Linked DNA regions of Anas platyrhynchos: region 2 is linked to region 1. The links are chromatin contacts, called in public Hi-C maps. All regions are on one chromosome and are shown on one strand. The core of a region is the stretch at or near the end of the contact, and the rest is flanking DNA. Distances in the headings are between cores, read along the strand shown.

Evidence for each region. Hi-C and Micro-C count contacts between places; a contact is called where the count stands out from the background.
Region 2: a Hi-C map of skeletal muscle shows a contact between it and region 1, with 2.6 times the contacts expected there. The contact joins the enhancer-like site here to the promoter of LOC101799374 in region 1. A contact is called at or near these places in 3 of 8 Hi-C or Micro-C datasets (liver, skeletal muscle and subcutaneous adipose tissue).

The regions. Positions count from the first base shown.
Region 1 is chr15:16,047,376-16,050,622 of IASCAAS_PekinDuck_T2T, reverse strand. LOC101799374 (cytochrome P450 3A30) reads right to left here and starts at 1,591. Exons shown (of 13, transcript XM_005020116.6): 1 at 1,431-1,591; 2 at 347-440. The coding sequence starts at 1,501.
Region 2 is chr15:16,157,217-16,160,463 of IASCAAS_PekinDuck_T2T, reverse strand. It overlaps FOXK1 (forkhead box K1), which reads right to left. Exons shown (of 9, transcript XM_072024016.1): 3 at 2,466-2,622; 4 at 1,123-1,269. Among named protein-coding and RNA genes, the nearest start is that of AP5Z1, 20 kb to the left of the region's middle. Within about 2 kb of position 1,508, at least 3 of the 8 cell types and tissues checked have an H3K27ac peak or open chromatin away from gene starts, as enhancers often do. A contact at or near this core is called in subcutaneous adipose tissue, where this site is marked.

The DNA.
Region 1 (3,247 bases), core at 342-2,841:
ACACAATTCTCAGAAAGTGGCAGCTTTAGGTAGCTCCTCAATATATTTTTTCTTTGTTTCCAACAGTTCTTCAGCTGCTGAGGAGTGGGTAGAAATCTAAATGGGAGCTAATAGCTCAAATTATGAAGTGAGTGAAAAACACAACACCCCTCGTTCAGGTCAGCAAGAACCTTAAAGTAATTTTTGTGTTCTCTGCGTATCCACGGAGCTTCCTACCTGGAAACGTCATTGCCATTACCAAGGAACCAAGGATAGGGGAAAGATGTGACCAAAGAACGGAAAAAACCAGCACCACCTACACGTAAGCCCCTAAGGCAGATGTGGATCAGCAGCTGCCCATACTCACGTGCCGGTACTCCAAGAGTGTTCCCAAAAACGGCAGAGGCCGTGGCCCGGGGATGCCCAACTTCTTGAAGGTCTGGTAGGGCCATATCCCATAGCTGCCAAGCAAAGCCAGTGTGTGAGATGCATTTACGTAACAAGAAGAGAAGGCTCTTCACTCTAAGCACAGTGAGCAGCTTACTTGGCTGCTTCTTGCCACACAGAAAAAGCTGAAATTATGGACAAGCAGCGACAGACCTGCTGAGGCTGCTCTGCTACTTCAAGAAACCCAAGACCATTTGGGGTACATCTCCATACAAGACAAGGGCTGATGACAGCTGCAGCCCAGCCTAGGCAGATGCAGACATCTCAGACCTTTGCTCAGGGGCTGCATCCCACTGCCCAGGTCAGACAACGGTGACTCAGGAGGCTGAAGGAAACCTCAGAGGGACCAAGATCCCAAGCTGAGACCTGCCCTTGGCTTTGCAAAGACCTCCTGTGAAGCCCAGGTGGAAGAGCCAGAGCAGCACAGCAGCCAAGCAGGGGCATAAATTAAAAGAGCCAAATTAAGTTTTTGCCTGCTTAGCTCACTACAGCTCCCATGAGTGCTGTAAGCAAAAGGGCAATTTTGCCAGCATAACTATTTAAGCAGGGGCTTCTGCTTGCAGTAGCAGGGCAGACTTTACTTGCTGCCTACTCCCAGCTTGCACAGCCCAGCCCTTTGCAACCAGGCAGTTTGCTGCAGCAAAAATAGAATTACTCCTCCCTTTGGCTCTGTGTGGCAAAGCAAAAACAACAAACGAAAGAAAGAAAGAAACAAAACAAAACACAGAGGTTCCTTTTAATCCTCCCAATTGTTTCTTGCTGACAGGGAGGCAGGCAATACTCTCTGACTTCCTCCAGCAAAGATTTCCTTCGTCCCACCCACCCCCTTTATCAGTCCTCATCTCAGCCTTGCAGGTAGCACAGGAAGAGTCAGGATTGTTTTTCTAACACTAATTAATGCACCAGGGCACTTCCTACTGAGTGTGATGCCCCTGTGAGCCCTGGCTGCCCACGTACAGGGACTTCTCCTCCCCAGGCACCCGTCGGGACCAGCCTCTACTCACAGAATCAGGAGGCTAAAGAAAATGATGAGGAGTGTCCAAGTGGCTAGGGAGAAGTCTGGCAAGAGATTCATCGTGCCTCCCAGCCTGACAGCACCTGACTCCTGCACCGCCCAGGCCTCGGTTTATGAGGTTTGGGGCTGACCTTCAGCTGCAGCCGCGCTCAGATGACGCGGAAGGAGGAGTTGTGCTGCCTCGGTTGCTCAGACTTTAACCCTTGGGCAGATTTGTCCCTGGATGGTGCCAATACCATGCCCAGCCCTGAAGGTTTTGTGACATGAAACTGCTGAAGGTGCAATTTTCAGCAGGGGAAAAGGTAGCAAAGGGGGAAGACATCCATAAAACACCTTCCTGGGAGTGGCGAGGCTTGTGCAGGGAGCTGCCAGCTGCTCTCGCTGCAGCCACCTGCTGCTGGCCGTGCTCTCCGTGGCCCAGCTCACCCCCAGCTGTGCTTTCACCACGTCCATCGCTTTTATCAAGGGGTGTGATCAGGAGGGGCTAGGTAATGCTAGGAACTGCCAGGTTCCTAGACAGATTGCATGGGGCTGTGCCCCTGGGCCAGCAGCATTTTTTGCCTCTGCCCTACTGTTTGCAAAACACGTCCAGGCTCACCTCCAGACCTGTACTGAAGAGCCAAGAGGCAGCGCCGACACCTTTCCTAGGAAGACATCTTGGAGGTGCCCAGCTTTGCACGGCCATGATGTGCTTGGTGATTTATGTAATCAGTGACAGATGGGAATCAATTAAGCAATTTACAGGGGCACGTGCCTGAGTTCTGCCCCCTAGCCTGCACTGAGCAGCCAAAACCCCATCAGCATGGGGCTACAACTGCCACGTGAAAGGAACCTTACTTCCCTTTTGCTGGGCTCTTACAAAGCACCTGGACCTGAGGAGGCCATGCTCAGGCACTCATCCTGTATCTTTGCATCCAAAAGCAGGTTCTCCCCACACGGGGTGATGCTGGGGACCTCCAGCAGGATGTCAGGGGCTGAAGTTTTAGAGGTGCTCGGGGGCAGATGTGTCCCTGCGAGGGCTGCAGGCACGGGTTAGCTGCCTTGCTTCCCTCACACAAAGCCTTTGATTTTCCAATTACCTCTGCTAATAACTGGTGTGATATCTCAGCAGGAGCTGGGTTTGTGGTTGGGTATTTTCTCCTCTCAGACAGAAACTGAGGCAAAGCCTCAGCAGAGAGAGAGGCTAGCCCCCCTTCTTGCTCCCTCAGAAAGTAAATAAACTGTGCAGAAGCTTCACACACAAGGAAATCACTCCTTTCATCCCAGATGGGTCTGGTGGGAGCAATTTGCTCATCTGTAGGTGACTGGCAATCTAACAGACCAGCCAGGAGTAGGAGCAAACAAGATGCAGAGCCCGACAAACCCACGGTGCTGTCCTGCTGGGGCTGGCAGGTGACAGTGGCACCATCCTGACCACACCAGGAGCACATCCCCTCCCACCAGCAACCTCCCCACAACCTCATGGTGATGAAGGAACCACATGCAGGAGGGGAAAACACTCTGCTGCAGCTCTGGAGGTGTTCCTGCTGCTGGGCAGTGGAGGGTCACTATTGAAAGCCACATCCACTGGGCTCCGCACCTGGCTGCTGAACCTTTACAAAGTCTTTCCTTACCCAATTTTTCAATATATATATATATATTCTTGCTCATCTCCTGGAGCACTGTTGTGTCTCTGGCTTGACAGACTTTGAGAAAAATTGCAGTCAATAAAAGTCATTTCTCCTCTGAAAAGATGCCCTTCATGGTCTTCTCAGCCCCTGACCACCCAAATGCTGCTGTTTGACAAGAGAAGAATCAGAAGGAGAG
Region 2 (3,247 bases), core at 259-2,758, 110 kb before region 1:
ACTGTCTGTAGGGCCAGGGGAAAGGCTCAGCAAGCCCAGGTATGCACCAACTCATTCCTCTTCCACTTTCAAAACAAAAGAAGAGCTTTTGTAGCAGCCTTAAACAAGCTCTTCAGAAGTAAAGCCTATACACTGTGTTGGGGAAAATAAAAAGAGGCAACTTCACCCTCCACTGAAACGCAGCTATCTTTGAAGCAGGATGCAGCAACTGGTTCACAAAGCACAACTCTGCTGAGCAGGTTATGGCAGGAAATGAATTCCACAGTTAATTAGAACTGCAGGGAAAAGCCAGGGAGGCAGAATGTATTTATTCCAATTGTACTCAAAGTGCACCAAGCCATACTGCTCCTGCCAGTTGAACACAATGAAATCAGCAGTTGCAAGGGGCTCTTCAGCTGCATTGGTGTATTATATTCAAATGACAACACCCATTTCAGAGGTGTGATGCCAAGAAAGTCTGAAAGCAGGTGGAGCTGAAATTTCTGAGACTTTGAAAACAGCCCTCAAGTGATCACTCTAGTCTGATTTAGCATGTGTTAGCTACATCCAAACCCTCCAGTGAAGCTGGTCAGATTTCCTTTAATACCACATGGAGGGCACAGATTCAAGTTTCCTCAAGTTCCCATTCTGAGATTCAAAACTCGGAAACTGACTTAGGCAATGCAGTAGATAAAAAGGGAAAAGAATACACCTGTGATGATTTAAGGCAATATTAGGATTTCAAAATATGATCTCAGTTTTAGGTTGGACATCTGCTTGGACAGACTACTCCAAAGACAGACAATGTGCAGGATTATGCAAAATTCAGGCAAGTATCTGGGCAGGGGAGTTAACCATAGGAAGGACGTGGAAAAATAAAAAAATAAACAAATATGAAAGACAGCTGACTATGGAACTAGAAGAGTTTCAGAAAACAGCCCAATGGTAACACTACATTGCCCTATAAAATATTTCAAAAAACTAATCACCCACAAACAAACTAGTTAGCTTATGTTAAACAAATTAATTCTGGGAATAGTCAAAGCAGCTCTATTCTCAGTGCTCCAAATCTTTAATAAATGTATTATAAAGTAGATAAGACCTGACAAAGTAGTTTAAAAGCTTGTCATATCAAAAACTTACCTGCCAGCCTTTGTCAGCAGTTCTGTAATATGGGTAATGCTTGGTAATGTGGGCATAGATCCCACTTAGTGTTAATTGCCTGTCCTGTGCTGAAGAGATAGCCTGCACAATTAGCTGAGCGTAAGAGTAGGGTGGCTTGGACTCGTCCTAAGGAAAAAAAAAAAAGTTTAGTTACTTCCTACACTAAAGTTTACCAGCAACCCCAATTAAAAAAGCCCTCCTCTTCTCTTTCACTCCTGCTTTGCACTGTCACCTCACAGTTTAGGGCAAACGTGTGCACAAACAGAACTTAAAACAGATTAAATTATCTTCTCCCTTCCAACATCCCCACTACCAAACACAGACAAAAATGGTAACTTTAATCTGCTTCCATTCTCCACTGAATTTGCCACATGTGCTTCTATCAGCACAAGGGACAGAACAAGGACAAGCAATTGGAAGCAAAGAGTTACAGGGCATGGTGCACATTCAGTGATTCCAGGGTTCATGAAACTAAAGACTTGAATTCTGCCCAATTACAACTAAAACTTTGTCAGAAAGTTTCATGCAAGATTCTACCAGCTCTCTTCCAGCCACAAGCCCAACATGAAACTTGATCCTGGCCCTTCAGTCTCCAGCAAGACTCGTTTCATTCTAGGAACTTCAATTTGTTTTACAGATCTCATATTCCCAGCCCTTCGCACTACTCCGTCAAGAACAGCCCTTCTTGTCTCAAGGGAGAATTCAAGCTACAAAAAGAAGTCATCTAGTGTTGTGCTTCTCCACCCAATCTCAAATCAGGTGGTTTTGAACCTAGACCTTTAACTTTGATCTGAAGATCAGCTCACCAAAATTAAGTTTTATCATAGTAACTCAGTTATTTTTTAATCTAAATTCCATTGCGACTCTCCTCATTTAACGCTTGCTTGACAGGTGTTTGTTTTAAAGTCTGACTACAGATTTCTCATGACAAGGATCTAGTTTCTTCCTGTTTCCCTTTTCCTCAACTGTGTTTTGCAAAATACCATTAATTAAAAGGAGAAAACAAGACTGAATTCTAATGCTCCATTTCTTTATGGGTTCTTGATTTATCAAACAAGCAAGACAAATTATTCTTGCTTAACCCTGTTAGTGAATGACTTGAATACATTTTGGGCAGCTAAGCAAAGCAGATTCATCATCTACCACAAACAAGATGCTGGTTTGAAGGCATGGTCTTAAAACCCTGGAGGATATTGCACACAGCGCCCTTATGGCCAGGGTATTCTTAGACTCATTTAACTGCATTCAGCACTGGCAATAAACTGCCAGGTCTTAATAAGCCTCCCAATGAGCCCTGTTGGGTAAGTAATGTTTCTCTGAACCTTTGGGCTGTCCCCGCCAGATGCATCTGCCTGCTGTTCTGATGCTGCTTTTGCAGCATACTCCGCTGCCAGCTGCAGATCCGAGGTAATGTTGTGAACAAAACGATATCCTGAGGATCCAGCACCACGTGGACTGGCTGGGCAAGAGTTGGGAACACTGGGAAGACAAAAAGGAAAAAAGAAATTACCGTATTTAGTAACAAGACACATGGTTCTTACTTCCTAAGGTACAGGAAAGCTTTGAAGTTGCTTAGAAGCATACATGCCCTGAATTTATTTTTGCCTTCGTGGCTTATCCAAAGCACAGAAAGATGAGAAATAAATACAAATAATCAGAAACAATCAGAGAATAACGTGGAATTCCTACAAATCCTGACACCACTGCCCCCTTCCCACGATCACAAGAAAACAGTCTCAAAGCACTGAACAGCTTCTCTATACATGGTACTTAGACAAATATACACTGAAATTGGGATGAATAACTAACTACATAGCTAGAGACAGGTATCGCCTTGTTTCACCAAGCACACAAATGCAGCTAAGAAGGGAGCTGCAGTCACTGCTACAGAAGGCAGCTCGTCTCATCAGCTTTGGTTAGTGTGGGGAAGAGACATCTAGGACGACCACGAGATGGCATTACAGGAACAACTACAGAGCAGGAAAGGCACGCTAAAGCTGATGAAAACCTACAAACAAATAAAAGGTCGTTGTAATTTGCAGCACCACTCAGGCACACAGAAGTGAGTGCTACAAGATGAGAACTAATCAGAAAGACTTGTCTA